3 separate regions of the Zea mays genome follow, and all the other regions are linked to region 3. A link is a contact called in public Hi-C data. All regions are on one chromosome and are shown on one strand. Each heading gives the region's core, a stretch centred on a gene start, on an enhancer-like site or on the middle of the called end of the contact. The rest is flanking DNA. Distances are from core to core; before and after follow the strand shown. Region 1 overlaps LOC109943097 (a long non-coding RNA gene). Region 2 holds the start of LOC103641221 (DNA-directed RNA polymerases IV and V subunit 2). Region 3 has its middle 19 kb from the start of LOC103641222.

The links. A called contact is a pair of places that touch in the nucleus more often than the background predicts.
Region 1: a contact with region 3 is called in a Hi-C map of tassel, with 2.7 times the contacts expected there. The contact joins two enhancer-like sites. A contact is called at or near these places in 5 of 25 Hi-C or Micro-C datasets (ear, leaf and tassel).
Region 2: a Hi-C map of tassel shows a contact between it and region 3, with 3 times the contacts expected there. The contact joins the promoter of LOC103641221 here to the enhancer-like site in region 3. A contact is called at or near these places in 5 of 25 Hi-C or Micro-C datasets (ear, leaf and tassel).

The regions. Positions count from the first base shown.
Region 1 is chr10:74,823,296-74,826,120 of Zm-B73-REFERENCE-NAM-5.0, reverse strand. LOC109943097 (a long non-coding RNA gene) reads left to right here. Exons shown (of 2, transcript XR_002265720.3): 2 at 1,374-1,891. Among protein-coding and RNA genes, the nearest start is that of LOC109943097, 7.5 kb to the left of the region's middle. Within about 2 kb of position 1,545, at least 3 of the 20 cell types and tissues checked have an H3K27ac peak or open chromatin away from gene starts, as enhancers often do. A contact at or near this core is called in ear and tassel, where this site is marked.
Region 2 is chr10:74,235,243-74,238,100 of Zm-B73-REFERENCE-NAM-5.0, reverse strand. It overlaps LOC103641221 (DNA-directed RNA polymerases IV and V subunit 2), which reads left to right and starts at 1,268. Exons shown (of 8, transcript XM_008664582.4): 1 at 1,268-1,609; 2 at 2,596-2,858. The coding sequence starts at 2,642.
Region 3 is chr10:74,538,193-74,541,020 of Zm-B73-REFERENCE-NAM-5.0, reverse strand. No RefSeq gene overlaps it. Among protein-coding and RNA genes, the nearest start is that of LOC103641222, 19 kb to the left of the region's middle. Within about 2 kb of position 1,405, at least 16 of the 20 cell types and tissues checked have an H3K27ac peak or open chromatin away from gene starts, as enhancers often do. A contact at or near this core is called in ear, leaf and tassel, where this site is marked.

The DNA.
Region 1 (2,825 bases), core at 296-2,795, 280 kb before region 3:
GTTTTTTGTTGCTGCTAAAGCAGAAATACATGTTTGGTCTATTTCTTATATGTTGAGACCCTGTGATTAAAATCCAAGGGAATTGATAGACTACATTTTGAAAAAATGCAAAACTTCTTTCCAACTATGGAAGTACAATTATGAATGCCATATGTCACGACCAAAGTTCATACAACCCAACCTGAATTGTTTTCTTCACATAGGAATGGTAGTTCCCTATCTATTCTACATTTTTCAAAAAACAAGATTACTTTTGTTGCGCTGACTCAAAAAACAAGATTATTTTTAGTATATATGCTCACCTATATACTCCTAAATAATCTCCTTGATGTTGCCCTTTTAATGCCTAGAACCTGCACCCAAGAACCAAGTCAAATATACTGGAATCAAATTGTCCTCGATTGCTCACTGACATCAGAGCGATCTAATATTCCATCTTACTTTTAAATTGCCAACAATCATAGAATGTAGAGCAAATTATAAAATTTTAGTGTGCAATCATGTTGAGTTTGAAAATGATGAAAAATGATTCCAGAAAAACGCTAAACATGAACAACAAATGATGTTGATTCCATGGCTTCAGTTAGTTTGTCTTTGTACGTTTTCACCCTTTTATTAGATTGTGTTATGGTGTGAAATTATTGCTCAATTAGTTCTTATCATTTGTAGTTGGGGGTCATATTTTTTCTTTAAGCGCAGTCCTGAAAATAACACATTCATTATTCTAATTATGTTGCATGCTACACATTTAACATTTACCTTGACCTTATACACATAAACACCCTGCACCTTTGTAGATCTCCTCATCTCTTTTTATTGACCTTGTACACCTAAACACCCTACACCTTTGTCAGCTTTCTTGGCTTCAAGATACCCGGCTACTCTTGATGCAACTTTGTTTGATTCAACTAGAGGGTCAGATAACAATAGGCATATGATAAACTATACATATACCACCTAATGTCATCTCTTGAATCACCAACAATGTTTGTTTTTGATTCCTATAGCTGACCTTACTGCCAAGACAATTGACCTGTATTTGGGATCTCATTGTTGTCCACCTTGTCATGTCTTCACCAAACAACTCAATGAGGTGTATAATGGCATTAGGGTGATTTTTAGTAGCTGGCACTGCTGGCATCACTTGGGATTGGTTCATTATCTGCTAGCTAGGGAAACTGAAGCCATAGAAAACATTACAATTGGTGACAAGTCCTGTGATGTTTAATAACGCAATGTAATACTATCTAATTCCATATATTTGTTACAAGGTCTGCTATCACTTGCTTATTTGTTGCTATCCTTATCCTGCTAATTATTGATTTGATCATTACCTGTCACCTGATGGTCATGTATCATGTTTTCTCTTGCAGTGAAGCTTTCTATGTGTTGGCAGATAAACTGAGCAGTGAGGGGTCTTGACGGTAGCAGAGTAGGTCCTGGCTGTGTTGGAAGGTAAACTAAACAGTGAGGGGTCCTGACGTCTGCAAAGAGCACTGAGAAAAGGCACATGAGGGGCAGTAAGAGGACAGCAGGTCCTACTGTTGTTGGAAAATAAATTGAGCAGGTGCTGGTGGCGGCTATAGAAGAAGGCACGAGGGGTGGCCAGAGGAGAGCAGTTCCTGGTGTGCGTTGGAGAGTGTTAATTACCTGTGTGTGTACCTGAGGCCTTTAGTTGTACACCACGCTTTTGGAGCAGTTCCTGGTAGGCGGCTTGGCTGCTATTTGTACATTACTTTTGGAGGCCGCTGGTTCTATATATGTGACGATGTTTGGAAAGTGTCGAACATTTCTTACACTGTCGTGATACTTTTCCTTGTATTAGTTTCTATTTTTGGAATGCATGTATATATCATATTTGAAATTATCTAGAAAGAATTATTTGCCTTTACTTTTCCTTGTATTAGTTTCTATTTTTGGAATAGATGTATATATCAAATTTGAAATTATGTGAAAAGAATTATTTGCCTTTGGAATATCAAACATTTCTTATTACCTAACGTGACATTGCTTTTGCACATATATAACAGACTTGAAATCTTTATGCAATATCTAATAGTTTCAACCTTTTGAAATGAAAGGATAAATTATGGCCACAAATTAAATTCGTTGTCAGTTGACAAACAAATTGCAATCAAATTATTTTTGTTTGCAAATGGCAACAACATTTTGCAATGAAATTTAAGTTTATCGCAACAAAGAAAATATGTGGCATAACCGCCATTGCAGCAACTTTTCTAGTGGTAGCAATAACATCGTTCTCTTGCAACGAAATTCATCACTATTGCAATGTACGAAAACAGTGGCGAAAATGTGCATATATTGCAACTAGTTCTAACGGTTGTGACAACAACTATACATAATGCAACGAATTTACTACTGTCGCAATATCCAGTGTGGCAATACGGTGCTTGTCCAACATCTTTTCTAGTGGTAGCAATAACATCTTTCTCTTGCAACAATACTTACGATTAGCGCAACACACAAAAGAAGTGGCAAAAAATGTGCATATATTACAACCACTTTTAAAGGTTGTGGCAATATCTAACATCTATTGCTACAACTTTAGTGTTGTTGCACTATCCGGGGTGGCACTATGGTAATTTTGCAACAACTGCTCTAGTGGTAGCAATAACACATTACTCTTGCAACGGAAGTCATGGTGTTATCGCAATGCACAAAAATGGTGGTAAAATGGTCCATATATTGCAACCACTTTTAAAGGTTGTGGCAATAACTAACACCTAATGCAACAAAAAATAGTGTTGTTGCAATATCTGTCGTGGTATTAGGGTGATTTTTTTAGTAGTGTTGTGGGCGTGGTT
Region 2 (2,858 bases), core at 19-2,518, 300 kb after region 3:
CTCACCACCCCCCCCCCCCCCCCCCCCCCCCCCCACAAAGTTGCTATTTAATGCTGGATTTGAACTTGATTTACTTGAGAGTGACTTCTTTTCATGGTAGAATAAAATAATGTTTTTATGTTGGCGATATACTCTACTAGATGCAAATGTGATTCTGGAGATCAGGAAAATTTTAGCATTGGTCATATTCCTTTCAATGTCATTATAAATTGAAATGTAATTAGTTGACCTTGACATTTGCTAGGCCAACATTCGCTAGGTGGCCTGATCTAAGTGTGGAGTAATTGGGCAGTTGTAGTACAGATTTTACGAGAACCTGACAAGGCGGTAACAACACCATAACAGCGGGGGATGGTATGAAATGATCTCTACTCTTATTTAGTTGGGGGATGGAATATTAAGAGTTTTTTGTTTGGTTTGAGAGATAGGTAGAGATGTATTGATCCCTGTCTTTGTTTGGTTGGAGGAATGAGACCGAGGCATAAGGAATAAATACACATGCATGGGATGTAAGAAGCCTCGTCTCTTGGGGGAACAGACTCATCCATCCGATTTTAAGGGATAACTGAGAACGACAAGAATTGAAAGTATTCTCCTATGATGGCTCTGTCACAATCCTGACTATAAACCAAACAACCTTATGTAAGGATTATGTCATGTTATTATAATCAAACACACCCTTATATAACATTGTCGTATGTTCTTAGGGTGTGTTTGGTTCAGCGTTTTGAACTTGTCGCCAAAGGGACTCAACTTTTCTATAGTTGCTTTGAAAAAAGCAACCTTTTTAGTATAAATGTGGAAACACCTTGGACCTCGTTTTTTGCTGCTTATCGAAGTTCATTATATTAATAAATAAATATGACAAATAAAAACTAAAATATGATTAAAAATAATTAAGTGCTATAATAAATAAAATTAAATATTTTTAATAAAAATATTAAAATGGAACCGTAAAATTGATATATTTGTAAAAATATTAGGAACACAAAAATGAAATCGATTTTTTAAATTAGATATATTGATTAAGATATATAGTTAGATAAAGTACATATAAATAATATATAATTTTATTTATAGTGGATAGATCACATCAATTTAAATAAAACGACTCATAGCAGCTTTTTCACGACATACAGCTGATACAAACTTTTTCTCAGCTGAAAAAAACCGCACCCCAGGCAGCGGACGGGCCAGCAGGAGGGCGGCGCCTGTCCAGTCCAGAGCTGTGAAAGAGACACTGACCGGTAGGACCCAGCCAAATGGGAAGGCACGTCAGAACAGAGCCGCAAAGCTGAGCACCAGCGGGCAGTTGCGATTGCTATTGGTGAAACGCAGGAGGAACTCACGGCCCGGGCGCACGGCCACGGCGAGCAAAGAGAGCGTCCACTGTACTGTACTCCCTGCTTCTGTTCTGGTTGCCTGCCTCCTACAGTAGCATATAAAGGACAGCAAAAGCACACTCGCCTCGCCTCGCCTCTCCGGCTCTCCCGTCCTCGGTCGCAACGCGGCGTGGAAAACCCCAACCGGCGCCGGTGCGGTGCCTGCACCGCGCCGTAGGGTTTCCGCCTCGCCTCGCCTCGCAACCGGCGATCGCCGGCGCGCAAAGGTAAGCCTCTCCGTCCTCCGTCCATTTCAGCGCCCCGTTGCCACGGCCATCTCGCGCTCACACCGTTCCGGTCCGCCTGCTGCGTGGCGCAACGCGGCGTTTCCTCTGCTCTCATGGGCCTGCACTGCCAGGACTGGATCGCTAGCTCGCGGCATGGGCTGGTGTGGTGCACGCGTCTCCCTCGAAAAAAATAGACCGCTTTTTTTTCCGTTTCTTTGTTTGGTTCGCGGCGAGTGCTTTGGAGCCCGTGCTCCCTCGCCGCCAGCCGCGCGTGGTTTTGGCGCTTCGAGCATCGTCGACGTCGTGGCCTTAGGTGGACGGGACACCCCGCCCCTGTCCTTGTTATTTTGTGTGCGTCTCATGGCCGGGGTGTGGTTTTGTGTTGCTAGTGCGGTGCTGAATTGTTGCGGGGTTTTGGTGGTGCCCCGTGATCATTTGATCGGGACGCGTGGTGGCGAGCCCTCTTCTGATTTCTAATTCCTAAGATGATGGAAGGTTGCGAACTCGCCATACGTGATGATGTGGTGGGCCTGCCTGCCCAAATCGCCATAAAAAAAGGACCAGAGAGGGGGACAGTGGTAGAAAAACGGTGCATTTTGCTGGAAAATCTTTTTTTCTTTTGGCGTGATTGGTACTGCTACGCCTGTAAGGTGCTCCGTTTAGGTAGAATTCTGTGAAGTGGATGTCTGATGTGTCAGTTTTTTATAAAGGCAGCGTCTTTGCGCATGCATCTGCCTGAGAAATTAACCTATTGCTGTTTCATTTGCGGAATGCCAGGTGGAGCCCTGGGCGCACATCTTATACTGACCTATCTCTTTTGGTTAAGAAATTGAAAAGTTGTGTCCTTACACAAATCGTGTATGGTTTCAGTGTTTGTTGCTGAATGAATGCCATGTGGATGCAGCTTTTCTGATCTTCTGGTTTCAAAATTGTGCAATTCCATGATGACTGTGCTGATTATGTTGTTTCCCTGTTCTACTGTAAAGGAAGGGATTTTGTTGACGCCGAGTGCCAGATGCCAATTGTTTAGCCATGGGGAAACCACAAACCGATGGTGACCAGTCACCTGTAAACTCAGATACTGATGTGATGGATTGCCTGAACTTCGATGGCCATGGAGATGTTGAAGACCCCCACAAGGAGGTTGCAAAAGGGGAGCAGCAGCCTTCTGGCGAAGTTGATGAACAGCAGTCTGTTATGGATGTTGATTTGACATGTATAACATCTGTGGGAGATGAAGGGAATGAAA
Region 3 (2,828 bases), core at 156-2,655:
TTAAGTATGTTGGGCGTGATCCCACACCAAAAGTGAAGTAATGGCTGTCCAAAGTTGGACTTTCAGTCTGCGGTGACTGAATCAACTGTAGCTTTGGTCTAGTGTGATTTTCCAATTTTTTTGGAGCTATTTTGTGACTAATCCATGGGGTATAAAGCCATAATCCTTATGACAAGTTGGTAGAGGGTTGTTTGGTGGACAGATTCCTTTATGTGTGCTCCCACTGTTGCTATGGAAAACTGGGAGATCAAAGGGGAAGAAGTAGAGTATGCAGTCAAGTAGTAGCAGTTCAGTGCTGCTCCAGAAATATCTGAGAAAAAAATATCTGTAGCCACTATCTACTCGAGGGGCTTCTGGTGTTTGGCATCTAAGGAGATTTGTTACTGAAGGGGGGTACTTGGCACCCATGCACACACATAGAAGTGATGAGGAGGTGGTAAACTTATCCAAATGCTGGCTGGGCTGTTTGCTGCTGTATTGCTGCTATCCAAGTGTTGTTAGACACCAGTACTATCTCCCTGTGTCATGCCTTGCGTAGTAGACATGCAGAAGATAAGTGAAACATATTACCCCTTGTTTTCCCCTGCTAGGTTCCAGTCTCGCCACAACAAACAGGCTCTCCTTGGATGGCTTGCCATGGTCTTTAGTAGTACAAACAGAGTCCTGCTATGCTCCTGTTATTCAACTAGCAGGATCATCATGCCTGACCATTCCTCCATGCCTTGATCAAGCCCTCAGCTTTTCCCCAGCTCATGTGTTGCTTTGCAGTGCCTGAACCGAAGCTGCCCCTGGAAGTGGTGACCACATCCACCGAAAACACCACTTCGCCGTGGCCGGACCACCTCAGAAGTTTGCAGGCCTGTATAATACATGTTCCAAGATCTCTTTGGGGTCACTAGAGCTCCCTGTGTTGGCAGCGTTAACTCTGCCGTGCTCCGTTGTGCAGAACGTGTTCGCGACGTTGCGGAGCGCCATCAAGATCTACCCCATCATCGACCGGTCGATTCACGACTTCTCCGAGCCAGCTTATGTGAGCATCGTGTCTTTTGTGGTCTCCTGAAACTTGTTGTGCCGTTGGTTTGAGCGCTACTGCGTTGTGGCCGGGGAATCGCGCTCGCCGGAGCTCGGTTTCCGCCACCACCGTGGTCAACGGTGGTTTGAGCCGTTTTGATCCGATTAGCTTTGGGGATGTGTTCGGCTAGGTGCTGGTATCGCGCGGTAGTGCTTGGTCTCGCCAGAGAGGGTCACCATCGGGGGTTCTACTCGGGTTTTGGCTGGAGCTCGTCGGCGGGGAGTCGTGGCCGAGGAATTATAAAAGGAAGGAAGTGGAAGGGTCTACGTGAAACTGTCAGCGACCCAGGTCAACAGCGGCTTGGGCTCGATCTAATTGCTCTGGGTGGAGGGGTTTTTGTGCAAAGATGCCAGCGCGGGTGCGGGCGGCCAGCCATGGGCCAGTTTGCCCCGGTGCTCAGGCCGAGTGGGCCAAATCCGGCCTAGTGGCTATTCATCTGTTTCTTTTATTCATTTGCTGGCAGCTTGTAAATTCCATTAAAATTTGTAATTTTTTTTAAAAAAATATGAAACAAATTTCGTGGAGCTCGTAAAAGTGAGGAGTTGCTGTTAGAGTTGGTTTTGGAATTTTTAGGGCAGTTAATAAATTTAAGGCCATTTAAAAGTACTTTGGGATGGATTAAATGAAATCTAGAAATAGAAATATAGCTCAAAAATGCTGAAACTTTGTGAGTAGGTTTAATATGTTTAAAATATTGCTGGATAAAATTTTTAGTGTATTTGGATCTTGTTTTCCTAGAGAACCTTGAAATAGCTAAAAGAGGAAATATAAAAGCCACCCTGTTAATATATGTTGTAGCGGAGTTAGACCCTATAAAGTGTTGGGTAGCAAAATTCAGTGAACCTTAGTATGTTTAGTCCTCTGATTTGTCCAACTAAATTCAGTTTAGGCATTTAGATCAAATGTTAAGTTAGGTATAAGTATAGGTAAGCTTGTCATGTGCTTAGTTAGAGATGTTTATGTTCCCCACCTCTCCTTTGTGAGAGTTTGCATATCATATAATTACATAAGCATTCTTGTATTGGTAATTGACTTGTAGAACACCTAGAAGAAGTGGTGTTTGAAGAAGTCTGTCCCAAGCACTGTTGATCCAGTGGTGGAGACCCATCTAATTGTAGAAAGGTTTGGATCTTCTCTGCAACAAGGCAAGCCCCGGTGCATTTGCCACGTTCCTTGTATTTACAAAATTTTATCACTTATATGATGCATTAGGTGATAGGAGTTGATTGATTAAACACTTGATGCATTAGCATTCCTTGAAATAATTGATTACCATACCTTGTCACTTGTTTTATAAAAGCTAGAGATGCTTAATCATGCAGATAGATAAAAAATGTTTTTGATCTATGACTCATAATTTTCAAAAGAAAAATGGCTTTGGATAATGAAGACATCATCTACAGTGATGAATTCATTATCCAAGCATGGCCCCTCTGTCATGTGCCAAATGTTTTGAGAAATAGCATAAATAACTTGAGGCTGGGCGGTTGACATGCATCAGAACGGAGTCTGGTTGTAGTGTCTCCGTCTGTGTCGATTAAGGACCGTACCGATTGTAGGCCTGTTGATCTAGGACCTTTTAGCTGTCCACATACCTCGTCATGGGTAAGCTTAAACCTGGCTATTCCATACGTGAAAGGATAACCGCGCACTGGGCGTGGGAGATGGTGGGAGTAGCAGTTATCCTCTTGGCAAGAGGCTGTATGGTAGGGTAATGTGCTCCCGGGTAGCGCGGACCAGTTCATGTAGTGGATGA